Regions from separate parts of the Sus scrofa genome. Here region 1 is linked to region 2. The links are chromatin contacts, called in public Hi-C maps. All regions are on one chromosome and are shown on one strand. Each heading gives the region's core, a stretch centred on a gene start, on an enhancer-like site or on the middle of the called end of the contact. The rest is flanking DNA. Distances are from core to core; before and after follow the strand shown. Region 1 has its middle 23 kb from the start of FGFBP1. Region 2 overlaps CD38 (CD38 molecule).

Region 1 (7,080 bases), core at 292-2,791, 110 kb after region 2:
CAAACAAAATTCAGCTGTTGCACCTACAGCCCCAGCCTCGGCTGACTTTGTGTCTGCTTGTAGCTCAGCGTTACACATCTGGGCAGTGTTTCATCTGGGACCTGGCTCGTGCCTCTTCCTCCGTCTCTTTGGCACAAAGGGTCAAAAGTCCACTCGCTCGGAAGATCCTTTGGACATCTGAACACACTTACTATCTGAAGGTGTGTCACCCACGCTGGAGCCGAGCCGAGGGACCAACGTGCCCCCCCGGGAGGTGACCGCCCGGATGCTTTCACAGGCAGAGGCTCTCCGAAGAGCAGGGGACAGGCAGCAGCTCACGGAGAGACTGACTAACGTCAAAGCGGGGTTGGGGACGTCAGAACAGTCCTGAGGCGATCAGGCCCCAGCCACCAAGTCACGTCTTAGAAGCGCTGGGGACGGAGGTTCCAAGACTGATTCCGGAGACAGTGCAAGAAAAGCAACTGACCCTGAAGCCCTCACAACCGAGGGAGGAAGCCCAGGCTCAGTGGGGCTGTTTGGAGACAAGATCGTATGTGCCTTAACCTGGTATTTTGCTGAGCTTGTGTACAAAGTGACCAGGAGAGCCTCAGGCCAGGTTTACCTGGGAACCCGGGTAGCAGGTGTGCTGCAGGTGGTCCCACAGGCTACCTAGGCTGGGGCCCCAAAGACCCCAAGGATCTGGGTGACAGCCAGCTCTCTGACACTGTGAGCTATGCTGCGGAAGGCGGCTTCTGCCCAGAGTCTGCCCTTGGGGTACCGGTTCGCAGGAGACATGGCTCCCAGCAATAACCCCACCTAAAAACCAGTTCCTGGGGAGTTCCCATTGTCACTCAGCAGGTTATGAACCTGATTAGGATGTAGGTTCGATCCCTGGCCTCGCCCAGTGGGTTAAGGATCCAGCATTGCCATGAGCTGTGGTGTAAGTTGCAGACATGGCTTGGATCCCGTGTTGCTGTGACTGTGGTGTAGGCCAGCAGCTGCAGCTCCGATTCAGCTCCTAGCCTGGGAACTTCCATATGCCTCAGGTGTGGCCCTAAAACAAAACAAAACAAAACAAAACAGCAGCTCCTGGCCTAATCTTGGGCGCCTGTGGAGACAAATGCCTTAGAGAGGACTGTAAGATACTGTTGTGTCCAGAGAGTTCCCCATCCTGCATTGGTCCCTGGAGGAGCTGAAGACAAAGTCGGAAAGGCAAAGAGATGTGTCTTAAAAAATGGAAATGGAACTTTCCAGAACATCAAGCCTGGTCCCACAGATGAGCGCTCCTAGATGAAGGCCATATCCTTAGGGATCCATGGCATCACCCTGGATTACTCCCCGGGGACGGCCTTTGGCTTCTGGAGAAGGCTCCCAGGAAACCCTGAGGGCGCTTGGGCCCGCATCCTTACAGAAGGCCCATCCCAGCCAAAAACTGATGGAGTCCACTGGGTGGCAGCAGCCACCAGTGCTGGTGACAGCCAAGGGGACGGGAAGAGTAGTTCATCTGTCTTTCTGAAAGGAAACCAAGGCCTTTACAGCTTTAAGGGTGGGCCCTGCCCTTTTCCGGCCACTAGACAGCATGTGTCCTCTGCTGCCATCTTGTGGCTGCTTATGGCTTCTGGGGCCTTTGACATTTAACCCTGTAACTGGAATTGCCACTCTGTGCAAGTGGCAGATGTGGGCCACACCACAGCAGCACTTGAGACCAAGCTCTGCCATATTTGGGGACATCTGTATCACTTACAGGTATAGAAGCAAAGGGACCCTGGCAGGGGGTTAATGAACACGACATTCCGCAGACATTGCTGGTTCCTTCTCATTCTCAGCATCCTCCAGAGAGAGAAGGGACTTTGAAAGACTTGGCTGGAAAAGGCATCTGGACAGACCGTGCTGTCAGCGTTGTGGAGTCTCAGATTCAGCCAGACAGCATGCGCGTCAGGGCAGCTGGTCCTCAGAGGGGTGCTACCAGCCCCTTCCCTTCCAAGTCCGCACCTCCGCGATTAGAGCCAGCGCCCGGGGATCCAAATGCAGACCTCCAGTATCTGAAAGACGGAGTCCTTAATGCCCATCCTGGCCCCCGAAGTCTGTGTGCAAACCATGCCAGGGGCACATGTACCACTGACTGACTGTCATCAAACCAGGGTGGGGAATGGGTGGTGACCACAGAGCTTCAAATTGAAATTGACCAAAATAGTGTATGTGTAAATATATGTGTGTGTATATGTGCATATATATATATGTATATATATGTTTGTGCATCTGAATGTCTGTGTATATATATGTGCATATATAAGTATATACATATATGTGTGTGTATGTATGTGTGTGTGTGTGTATGTCTGGGTCACGTTGCTACAGAGCAGAAATTGACAGAACATTGTAAATCAACTAAACTTTGATTTCAAAAAAAAATTTTTTTTAATTAACCGAAAGGGACCACAATTTATCCTCTAAGCCTTCCCCTGGATGTGCCAGCCTTCAGTAGACTCCAGAGTTTCAGAATACTTCCTGCAACCCGATTCTGCCTGTGCGATTCATTTTCCAGCCCGGAGACAGAGCCTGGCGCTTCCTCCTCCACCATCTTCCCTTTCCTTTCCTCTTTGAACTGGATGAAGCCACCTCTCCATGACATCTCATGGATAGAATAGTTTGACCAGACTTTCTTGAACCCCCAGTGACAAGGAAGTCACTGCCTCACAAAGAAACATACTCTGCTATATGCTGGAAGCTGACAATGTCACTGGCAGGTGACACTGGCTCCCTTTATGGAGTCTACTCAGCGCCAGCCACCATGACCATCACACCCACCCAGGGAGGTGGATGCTACCCCCTCCTCATTTAACGGAGGCTAAGGGAGCTTGAGTTGCTTCTCAAGGGAGAGCCGCATTTGAACCGAGGTCCCTGCATCTGGTGTCAGTCCATACTGTTTCTTGACGACGTATATAAAATAACTTAAAAATCAAAACGGAGTAACTATGGTTCAGGCGTCCAAAATGGAGCTGGATGGCCATTGCAGATGCGGTTTCAGACATGTCCCTGAAACCTTGAGAACGTGAATTTTCTCTGAACGGTATCAAACCCAAGGACACCACCAGCATTGCATTTGCAAAGTATTATCTGCCAGCAGCTGCTAGCTGCAAACTGGAACTTGCAAAGTCCCCCTGCCCATCACAACTCATTAATCATTTCAAACCCCAACCAATCCTTGCTTAAAGAGCACTCTTACTTCTTGCCAGGTTCAATTTTTTTTTCCAAAGTTCTTGGGCTAGGGGTCATATTGGAGCTGCAGCTTCAGGCCTACGCCACAGCCGCAGTAACACTGGACCCGAGCCACATCTGTGACCTATGGGGCAACGGAGACTATATCAGGTTCTTAACCTGCTGAGCCACAATGGGAACTCTGCCAGCTCCAATTCTAATACTTGACAAACAACTTATGTAATCTCGTGGGTTTTTGCCTTTATAAGCTTCCCCCATTTTCTAGTCTGGTGCAACGCAATTCAAGTGCTTCCTCGTTACTAAACCAAACTTGGGTTGCTAGCCGATGTGCAGTAAAGCCAATTTACTGACACCAGGTTGTGGTGAAGAAAAGTGTAGCACTGATTGCAGGTGCCAAGCAAGAAGTTTAGGCAGCTAGTGTTTAAAAGACCTGTACCCCCTGATGGCTTTCAGGGAAAGGTTTTTAATTTTTAAAATTTTTTAATTTTTTGCTTTTTAGGGCCACACCCATGGCATATGGAGGGTCCCAGGCTAGGGGCTGAATCTGAGCCATAGCTGCCAGCCTACACCACAGCCACCGCAATGTGGGATCCAAGCCATGTCTACGACCTCCACCACAGCTCACAGCAGCACCGGATCCTTAACCCACTGAGTGAGGCCAGGGATCGAACCTGAAACCTCACGGTTCCTAGTTGGATTCATTTCCTCTGTGCCATGACGGGAACTCCAGGGAAAGGTTTTTAAAAAACAGGATGAGGGAGAGGGTTGCAGGGTATGCAATCAGCTTATAGACACCCTTCCGATTGGTTGTGAGTGAGGCAACTGGAAGCCAACATCATCAACCTTCTGGTTCCAACCGGTCTGGGGTCTACGTACTTGTGGGCAGCATAGAGTTAGCGTCTCCCACTGGTGGAGGCTTCAGTATCTGCAAAACAGCTCAAAAGATATAGCTCAGAATAGTATCTATAGACTTTAGGGAGAAACTCAGAGTCCCTGACTTTGTTTAATGGCTAACCTCTCTTTTTTTTTTTTTTTTTTGACTGTTTCCCTTCGTTTCTGCATTTTCTCACGTCTCTGAACAAGTGCATTCTTTGGGACTTGGGGAAAGGCGAGGAGGCTGAAGGATTTCTACAAATAAGAGGCAGGCAGAGAACATGATGGGAGAGTGGGGGTGTCTGTCCCTGGACGGCCCACAGGGTCCTGCTCAGTTACATCTCTAATCCGTGAACCCTGAGCTGGACCCCTACCTCCAAATACACATTTCTTTATTTTAACCAGGTCTCTATCTCTGAAATTGTGGTTAACACTCTAAAGGGCTGTGGGGAATCAAAGGACTTAAGGCAGGAGCTTTGTACACAAGGGTTTGAGATCTTGCTGGGGGGGGCAATAAAAGAATTGCTCATTTAGAAGAGGATGGAGATGCGGTGGGCATCACTGATCTGCCCAGTGGTTCAGGGAGGGGATGAAGGTGCAGGACCCCTTTACCAGGAAGATGGGAGTAGAGGTGGGCATCTTAGATGGATGAATGGTGGGCTCGGGACCAGCGGTAAGTCATGGAAAACACCCCCACGACCACGTCCCCAGGACTGGCTCCACTTCCCCCTTTTTTTTCCTGCAGCGCTGACATAGTCACAGATTGCTTAACCAACAGGCTGGTGCCGTGGGGCTTCGCCACGTTTCTTGGACAAAAGCTCTTTCCTAAATGAATCAGGATCTTTTCTTTCAGGGCAATTTGAAATATTGCTTGGCCAACTCTGCATATCCTGGACTCATCTGGAAAACTTGTTAAAATACATATTCCCGAGCCTCACCCTCAAGAGACTCTGACTCAGTGTGTCTGCGGTGGAGTCAGAATTATCCTCTCTTGAGCTCTCCAAGTGATGTTTCTGGTCCTCAGGCCACATTTTGAGCAGCCGTGATTTACACTACATTTCATCATCAGAAACCATCAGACAGCTATCTGGTGGTTTTAGTTTGAAATGCTGTCAGTTTACGGTCTGTGCCAAAACCCACCCTAGCTTATGACGTTATTATTGAGTCCAAGCTCATGCTGCTTCCCAAAGGGCAGGCCAATAAATCAGGAGATGAGCTGCTGGGGTAAGAAATGGTGACGTCATCTGGAAGGTCAGGAGACTGAGAAAGAGGGTAGACTGGTGTCCCCAAGAACCATCTCACCCAAGTGAGAACTCAGGCTTCTTTTATACTAAAACGGGGTTGGGGTGGGACGGGGCGGGGCGGGAGGTGGTGTGTGTGTCGCTGGTGTTGCAAACCTTTTGGTGCTGGAACCCTTTGTTCTTGCAGCTGTCCACATGGATGTGGTGATCAGTTCCTACAAATCTCCAGCAAGAGAAATGTTATTCTCCATTCTGCAACTTTTTCTCTCTATATGAATGGAAAGGTGTCATGCCTTTAAAGGTCAGAGCCTTGAGAATAGACTCTCCTGTATATTTCAGGCTAGAGGCAACATTCTTTTCAAAATAGCCAGCACCTTTTTTAGAAATTCAACTGCAGCAAACTTCCCCTGACCTCCACAACCCCACAGCTTTCTGTCACTCATCAAATGTGTCGTCTTGGTTTCCGCCACTGACACTGAGCTCTCAGGAGGCTCATCTGATCAGTGAGTATTTATTATTTGGATGAAGTGGATGTAGAAGCTGAATTAGTAGTTCTCAACCCAGACTACACATGACAATTACCTGGGACACGTCTCAGAAATTCTAAGTTATTGGAGGCAGTGTTTCACAACCTTGGCTGTACACAGAATCACCTGGGAAATTTTTTATTTTTGTCTTTTGTCTTTTATAGGGTCACATCAGCAGCTTACGGAGGTTCCCAGGCTAGAGGTCTAATCAGAGCTGTTGCTGCCGGCCTATGCCAGAGCCACAGCAACTCAGGATCTGAGCTGCATCTGCGACCTACACCACAGCTCACGGCAATGCCAGATCCTTAACCCACTGAGCGAGGCCAGGGATCGAACCCGCAATCTCATGGTTCCTAGTCAGATACATTTCCACTGTGCCACGACGGGAACTCCCACACCTGGGGAAAATTTTAAATCCACACCTTTAAGCCACACCCCTAACCGGCTGCATCAGAATCTCCTGGATAGGACCCAAGCATCAGTATTTTTTAAAGGTTCCCCTCTGGTGAGTCCACTGTGTAGCAGGGCTGGGCACCACTGAGTTACATGGAGACACAATTTACGTGCATGAGCAGCGTCTTAGATAAAGACAAACATAAAATTAAGAGGGGAATGAGTCACTATTTTTCATAGTCTAGTAACTTGTTTTATTTTCTGTCATTTCGGATTTCGGTCATTTGATTTCTGTGTGTACAGTGTTGCTCCCTTGTGGATCCACTTCTCCATCTCTCCGGCTATGTGCTACTGCTGCTGAGTGATTGTACAAGCTGAATAATATCCGCCCCCAAAAGTACATCCACCTAGAACCCCTGAATGTTTGATAACAGATTGTTTGCAGATGGGATACAGTTCAGGTGAAGATCCAATGACTGGTGTCTTTAGGAGCTGAGGGAAGTTTGGACACAGATAAACAAAGGAAAACACGTGAGTACAGAGGCAGAGATTGGGGTTATGGGCCTACAAGCCAAGAAAGACCCAGCGGTGGCAGCAATCAGCCTCTAGGAAAGAGGCCCAGGACAGACTCCGCCTCCAGCCCCTCTGGGAGGAGCCATTTCTGGGGCTGTGTTGATTTCAGACTCCCGGTCTCCAGAACCGTACAAGAACATGTTTCTGTGGCTTGAAGCCACCCAGTTTGTGGGATGTGTGACAGCTGCCCTAAGAAGATGATACAGGAGTTCCCGTCGTGGCACAGTGGTTAACGAATCCGACTAGGAACCATGAGGTTGTGGGTTCGATCCCTG
Region 2 (7,021 bases), core at 626-3,125:
GTTCTAAAAGCCTCAGGCATCCTTGCCTAGCAGGTGTTCTCCCTATGTCTTCACATTTTCTTCCTTTTGTGTGCATCTGTCTCTAGGTCCAGATGTCCCCTTTTTCTAAGGACCCTGGTCCTATGGGCTTAAGAGCCACCCTCATCCTCATCCTAACTTGATCATCGGCAAAGATCCCATTCCTAAAAAAGATCCCATCCTAAGGGAGTGAGACTTTGGGGACGCAATTTAGCCCACGCCGGTGGGTGGACCAATTAAGGCGCTTTTGGCCGCAAGTAAAAGAATACTCACCGGAAGGTGGTTTAAAACAAGAGATTTTTGTAGACACATGTAATAAGACACCTCGGAAGGGGGGGTGGTCCTTGGGGAGGTTCAGCAACTCACTCGCTGATGGCCTAGGATCTTTCACTTTTCCATGTCCCTGGGGTGACCTTTATCTTTGGGCTCCTTTTTTTAATTTCATTTTTTAATTCAATTTTTTAAATTTAAAAACATTTATGCAATTTAAAAGGTTACTTTCCATTTCCAAGTGTTTACAAAATATTGACTGCATTCCCTGTGTCGTATAATAATACATCCTTGAGCTTCTCTTCCAAGCTGTCCTTGAGCTTCTTGTCACAAGATGATTGCTGCTGCTCCAGCCATTACATCCTCATAGAATGATATCTGGGAACAGAGAGCAGGAGGATGGGCAAGAGGACCCTCCTCATGTGTCTCTTCATCAGGGAACAACATTTAAAAAAAATTTTTTTTTTGCTTTTTAGGGCTGCACCTGTGGCATATGGAAGTTCCCAAGCTGAGGGGGGGGGTGGAATCAGAGTACAGCTGCCAGCCTACACCACAGCCACAGCAACACTGGATCCTTAACCCACTGGGTGAGGCCAGGGATGGAACCTGCATCCTCATGGATCCTAGTCTAGTTCTTTAACTGCTGAGCCTCGAAGGGAACTCTCAGGGAATAAGAAGCCCTCCCTCAGCTACCTCCGTGCTTTCCCTTGAATGTCATTAGCCGGAATTGGGTCACTTGACTCCCCAAACTGTAAAGGAGGCTGGCGAAGTGAGTATTTGGTATTTGGAATCTCTCTGATAGGAAACATGCTTTGCCAATAGGGAATTAAGGGGGAGGTGTATCTATGTAGCTTGGGAAGCAATGATATCTGCCACGTAACATATGGCCACACCGATCTCCAGATTTGTGGTATCAATTTCCTTTCACAGAAGCAGCGTGAATTTCCTTGTTCTGGTACCTCCTCACTGTCACTTGGAATTGTCAAACAGTTTTGCCTGTCTCTTTGTGGGCTTAATCTTTCCCTGATTACAAACACAACTGATCATTTTTTAAATGCATATATGGGTCCTTCTGATTTCTTCTGTGAAATGCCTCTTTGTCTTTTGCCTTTTTTTTTTTTGTATTAAATTGCCTCTCTTCTTTACACACTTAGGATTCTAACTTTTTTGTCAGTTGTGTGAATTACAAATATATTCTCCCAGTAGGTGGTTTGACTGTTTTCCTTTTCTTCTTCTTTTCTTTTTTTTTTTTTGGACTGCATCCATGGCATGTGAAAGTTCCAGGGCCAGGGATCAAACTGGAGCTACTGCAGTGACAGCAGGTTCTTAACCCCGCATGCCGCCGGGAAACTCCTTGGCTCTTGACTTTATTTAGTGGGTCCCTTGTTTTACTGAAGATTTTAATATGATCATATTTATCTTTTATGGTTGTGGCGTTTGTATCTTGAAATTAAGTGTTTTACCTATTTGGAATGTATCTTTGTGTGTGGTGTTAAGGTAGGAACCTAATTTCACTTTTTTTCCTACGGATGGATAGTCAGTTGTGTGAGTACTAATTATCAAATCATCTATCCTATATCAAGGGCTTTGTAGTGTCACTTCTGTAGCATATCAGGTTTACTAGTTCATTTCTGGGCTCTAACCTGGTTTATGGTCTGTTTATACCATTTCCACATTGTCTAAATAACTGATGTCCTAACACCCAATAATGTGTCTCTACTTCCTGTTATATCAGTTTACTTTTTTAAAACATCTATGTAAACAGAGTCATAGACTATGTGCTCTTTTTGTCTTTGGCCTCTTTCATGGTTTTGGCAGGATGTTTTTGTAATTCACCCACGTTTTTGTGTATGTTAATAGTTTCTTCCCTGGGAGTTCCCACTGTGGCTCAGCGGTAATGAACCTGACTAGTATCCATGAGGATGCAGGTTCAATCCCTGGCCTTACTCAGTGGGTTAAGGATCCAGCACTGCCACGAGCTGTGGTATAGGTCGCAGATGTGGCTCGGATCCTGTGGTGCTGTTGCTGTGGCTGTGGCATAGGTTGGCAGCTGCAGCTCCAGCTCAACCCCTAGCCTGGGAATTTCCATATGCTTCAGGTGTAGCCCTAAAAAGATGAAAAAAAAAAAGTAGTTTCTTCCTTTTTATTGCTGAGTAGTAGTCCATAGTGTGTATATATCCCAATTTGTCCATCCATTTGTTTTGCATTCACTTTTTTTTTTGTATTCATTTTTTGAACATTATGAGTAAATAAATCCTCTACGGAGTTTAATATATAAGTTACTGTGTGGACATGTGGTTTCGTTTTTCTTGGGTAAATGTCTAGAAGCTGAGCCATGTGGTTTGGCTATTTAAGAAACTGGTAAACTGTTTTACAAGGTAATTGTATGGTTTTGATGTTCACCATTGGCGTATGAATATTCTAGGTGTTACGCATCCTTATTAAACTTCTTACTGTCAGGCTTTTACATGTTAGCCCTTCTGGTGGGTTTGCAGTTGTGTGGTAATGATGGTTTTGAATTGCTTTTCCCTCGTGACTAATAATGTTGAACATTGTCTCATGGTCTTATTGAAGTATGTAGTCAAATCTTTTGCCAATCTGCAGAAAAAATTAGGTAAGTTTTTGTTCTCACTGAGTTGTAGGCGGTTTATGTATTCTGCAGAAAAGTCCTTGGTCAGATGTATCCTGAAACTTCTTTCACTTGGTGACTCGCCTTTTCATGTTCTTTTAAAGTGCAAAGTTTGTCTAGATCACCAAGCTTTTCAGTGGTTTTGTTTTTTGGTTTTTGGGGTTTTTAAAAATACTTTTTAAGGCTGCACCCACGGCATGTGGCAGCTCCCAGGCTAGGGGTCTAATCGGAGCTATGGCTGGCAGCCTACACCACAGTCACAGCAACATGGGATCCGAGCCGCATCTGCGACCTACACCGCAGCTCACGGCAACACCGGATCCTTAACCCACTGAGTGAGGCCAGGGAACGAACCCATGTCCTCATGGATCCTAGTCCGGTTCATTACCACTGAGCCACAATAGGAACTCCAATTTGCGTAGGTCTGGAGGTCACATAATCTAAGTCCTCCAGATTTTTTCCTTTGCTTGTTTCGGCTGGCTTGTATTTTCACATAAATTTAAGGATCAACTTTTCAGTATTTTTAACAAAGCATGCTGGAATTCTGTGATTTAATAAACATATAAATACATCTTAGTGATAGTTACCATATTAACACTGAGCCTTTCAACCATGAATATGGGAAATCTTTCTATTTTCTCAGGCATTTAAAAATGTCTCTCACCAATATTTTGTTTTCAGAGTACAAGACTTACATATATTTTGTTAAATTTCTGCCTCGACATTTCTTATTTTTGCATTCCTGTAGTTTTAAGCCATTTATCAAAGTAGGAGATATGTATATATACATATATTATACATATATATGATATATAGATGTAGATATGTGTGTATGTGTTTACATAGACACACATATATGTACATATAGACGCATATATCCTACTTTGATATAATACATGGTATATAACTTTAATATGTAGTATGTAATATATAGTATTTAGAGGAATATATAGTATATATATATTTTAAATGTTTTCTAATTGTTGCAGGTGTATAGGAATGTTTTAAGTTTTGAATGTTGGTATTACATCCACAAACTTTAGAAACAAGCTTGATGTGTTTGAGAAAAGGGAAAAAGGACACTGTTGGGTCCTAGTACGTAAAGGAGAACAATTTGAGGTCAAAAGTAACCGGGGATCGCATGGTCATCAAGGTACCAGTTTTTTGTTTGTTTATTTTTTATTTTTATTTTTATTTTATTTTATTTTTTTACTGCACCCACAGCATATGGAAGTTCCCGGGCCAGGGACTGAATCCAAGCCACAGCTGTGACCTGTGTCTTAGCTGTGGCAACACCAGATCCTGTAACCCACTGCAGCAGGCCTAGGATGGAACCTGCCCCTCTGCAGCAACCAGAGCTGCTGCATTTGGGTTTTTAACCCTCTGCACCACAGCAGGAACTCCAAAGGTATAGGTATTTAACAGAAGGAATTCCAAAACTCCCCACGCTTAACACAAGCTTACAATATCCCAGTGTGATCTATCTCCTTAACCACCACACAATCCACGTGTTTGTGCGGCTCTCCTATTTAGTGACTGTAGTGCCCTTTGGCCTGAGATCATTACAGGTCGTGGGCTGTGTGTGTGTTGTTAACTGCCCTGTCCTTAGAGTCTGCCTGATCCTTCCTGCCTGGCGTACAGCAAGCATTCGGTACTTATTGAACAAAAGAATGGAAATATAAAACAGATAATCTTTTTTAAATATATTATTAATATATTTTCAAGTTTATATCTATAGCATTTGGATATTAGAACAATGATAAATAGGTCTTAATGAGTACAAGAGTCTGATCTAAGGAATTGCAAGTGACTGTCACAGAATGCCTTTTTTCTTTATTTTTTTTTTCTGTCTTTTTAGGGCTGCACCTGCAGCATAGAGAGGTTCTCAGGCTAGGGGTCCAATCGGAGCTGTAGCTGCCAGCCTACGCCACAGCCACAGCAACGCCAGATCTGAGCCATGTCTGCGACCTACACCACAGCTCATGGCAACACTGGATCCTTGACCCTCTGAGTGTGGCCAGGGGTCGAACTCACATCCTCAAAGATACTATTCAGGTTCGCGTCTGCTGAGCCGCAATGGGAACTCCTCAACATTCAATTTATTTGCTCATCTAGTTTACATTATGGTTGCAGGAAACTTCCAATTCCTACAGATAATTAGTAAGAAACAGGCTTGCTTAATATTCTGGGAGAAGACATACTTAGTCTTGAAGTGGGATGAAAGGCGAGAATATGGAAGGATAAATTTAGGGATATTACTTTCTTAATGGTACACTTAGAAATATTTAAATAGAGGCAGTAGTCATTCCCCAACGTTTCCTCCAGATAAATTCACGAAATACGTTATCTGGTATAAAGACCAAAGTCACGAGAAATCAGTAACAGAAACATAGGCAAACACGGCTCCCTCCCTTTTAACGTTTGGAAGTTAAAATAGTTCTTGACCTGACTTCCTTGGGGGTAATTCAGATGCTTAGTTCTCAGTCTTCCTATTTGTTGGTCAATCAAGAGCATCTGACACAGTTGGCCACATCCTCCTGCTTAATAGACTTTCTCGGCATGGCTTCCAGGATGACCCATTCTTCTGCTTTCTGTCCTGCATTCCAGTCTGGTTGGCTTCTTCTTCCAGCCTCTTATGTTGGAGGTTCAATCCTTGGTTGTCTTTCCTTTGTCTTTCTTTCTTTCTTTCTGTGTGTGTGTGTGTGTGTCTTTTTGCCTTTTTTTAGGGCTGCTCCTGTGGCACATGGAGGTTCCCAGGCTAGGGGTCTAATAGAAGCTGTAAACCGCCGGCCTACACCAGAGCCACAGCAACACGGGATTTGAGCACAGCTCACGACAACACCGGATCCTTAACCCACTGAGCAAGGCCAGGGATCGAACCCGCAACCTCGTGGTTCCCTAACCACAGCACCACGACGGGAATTCCTGCTTTGTCTTTCAAATGCTGATCTCATGTAGTCTCATGAGTCCTCTGGACTCACATACTTACCCGTTCGTTTCACAGCTTCACTTGCGTGTCCGACGGACATTTAAAACTCAGGGTGCCCCAAACTGATCTCCTGATCAATACACCTCAACCCAAAGCCTTCTCCATCCCAGTTCATGGCAGCTCTATCCCTCCAGGGTCTCCAGCTTCAAACCTTGGAATTATCACTAACTAACTCTTGGTTTCTCTAACACCACAATCCTACCAGTTAGGAAATTGACAATGAAACCAGAATCTATCACTTCTCGCTGTCTCCACTGCTACTGCCCTGGTCCTAATCACGAGGGCACTGGTCTGGGTTACTGGTCTACCTTCCTCTGCCTTTTCCCCTCTTTCAGACCATATTCGACAAAGTCGCAGAAATCCTTTGGAACTTAAGTAGTGTCGTGTGCCTCCTCTGCTCAGCATCCCCTGTGGCTCCTCCATTCCCCCTCAGTGGAAGCTTATGAAGCTCTGTCCAGGCAATCAGCATTACCTTTCTGATCTCTCTTCTGTCCACTGTCCACCTCGCTCACTCTGGTCCAGGCATACTGGCTTCTCTACTGCTTCTTGAACATGTCAGGCACTAGGGCCACTGCGAAGGCTGTTCCTCCTGCCCAGAATTCTGTTCCCTGGGATCTTTATGGCTGAGTTCCTTGTTTCCTTCAATGCTTTGCTCAGATGTCATCTACTGTCATCTCTGCTCAACGCCGAGCACAGCCACCTCCTAGCCCATAACCTCTGGCTCCTTTAGCCTACCTGTTTTTCCCTTTTTCCATAGAATTTATAAATTTCTAGAATACTCTATAACTTACCTATTTATTATGCTGTTGTTTGTTTGTTTTTAGGGCTTCACTGTGGCATATGGAAGTTCCCAGGCTAGGAGTTGAATTGGAGCTGCAGCTGCCAGCCTACACCATAGCCCCAGCAACGTGGGATCCAGCCATGTCTGCGACCTATGTCACAGCTCAGGGCAACGCTGGATCCCTGACCCACTGAGCAAGGCCAGGGATCAAACCTGCATCCTCATGGATACTAATCGGACTTGGTTTCCCTGCGCTGCAATGGGAACTCCCATGATGTTTATTGTTTACTGTCAGTCTTGCTCTGGTAGAATATAAACTCCTACAGCACAGAGA

The links. Hi-C and Micro-C count contacts between places; a contact is called where the count stands out from the background.
Region 1: a contact with region 2 is called in a Hi-C map of omental adipose tissue, with 3 times the contacts expected there. The contact joins two enhancer-like sites. A contact is called at or near these places in 1 of 5 promoter capture datasets (liver), 29 of 47 Hi-C or Micro-C datasets (alveolar macrophages, blood, brain and 15 more) and 1 of 2 datasets of contacts at active chromatin or transcription factors (skeletal muscle).

What each region holds. Positions count from the first base shown.
Region 1 is chr8:11,208,335-11,215,414 of Sscrofa11.1, forward strand. No RefSeq gene overlaps it. Among named protein-coding and RNA genes, the nearest start is that of FGFBP1, 23 kb to the left of the region's middle. Within about 2 kb of position 1,542, at least 7 of the 83 cell types and tissues checked have an H3K27ac peak or open chromatin away from gene starts, as enhancers often do. A contact at or near this core is called in omental adipose tissue, where this site is marked.
Region 2 is chr8:11,100,961-11,107,981 of Sscrofa11.1, forward strand. The region is part of intron 1 of CD38 (CD38 molecule); the gene reads left to right. Among named protein-coding and RNA genes, the nearest start is that of CD38, 21 kb to the left of the region's middle. Within about 2 kb of position 1,876, at least 2 of the 83 cell types and tissues checked have an H3K27ac peak or open chromatin away from gene starts, as enhancers often do. A contact at or near this core is called in omental adipose tissue, where this site is marked.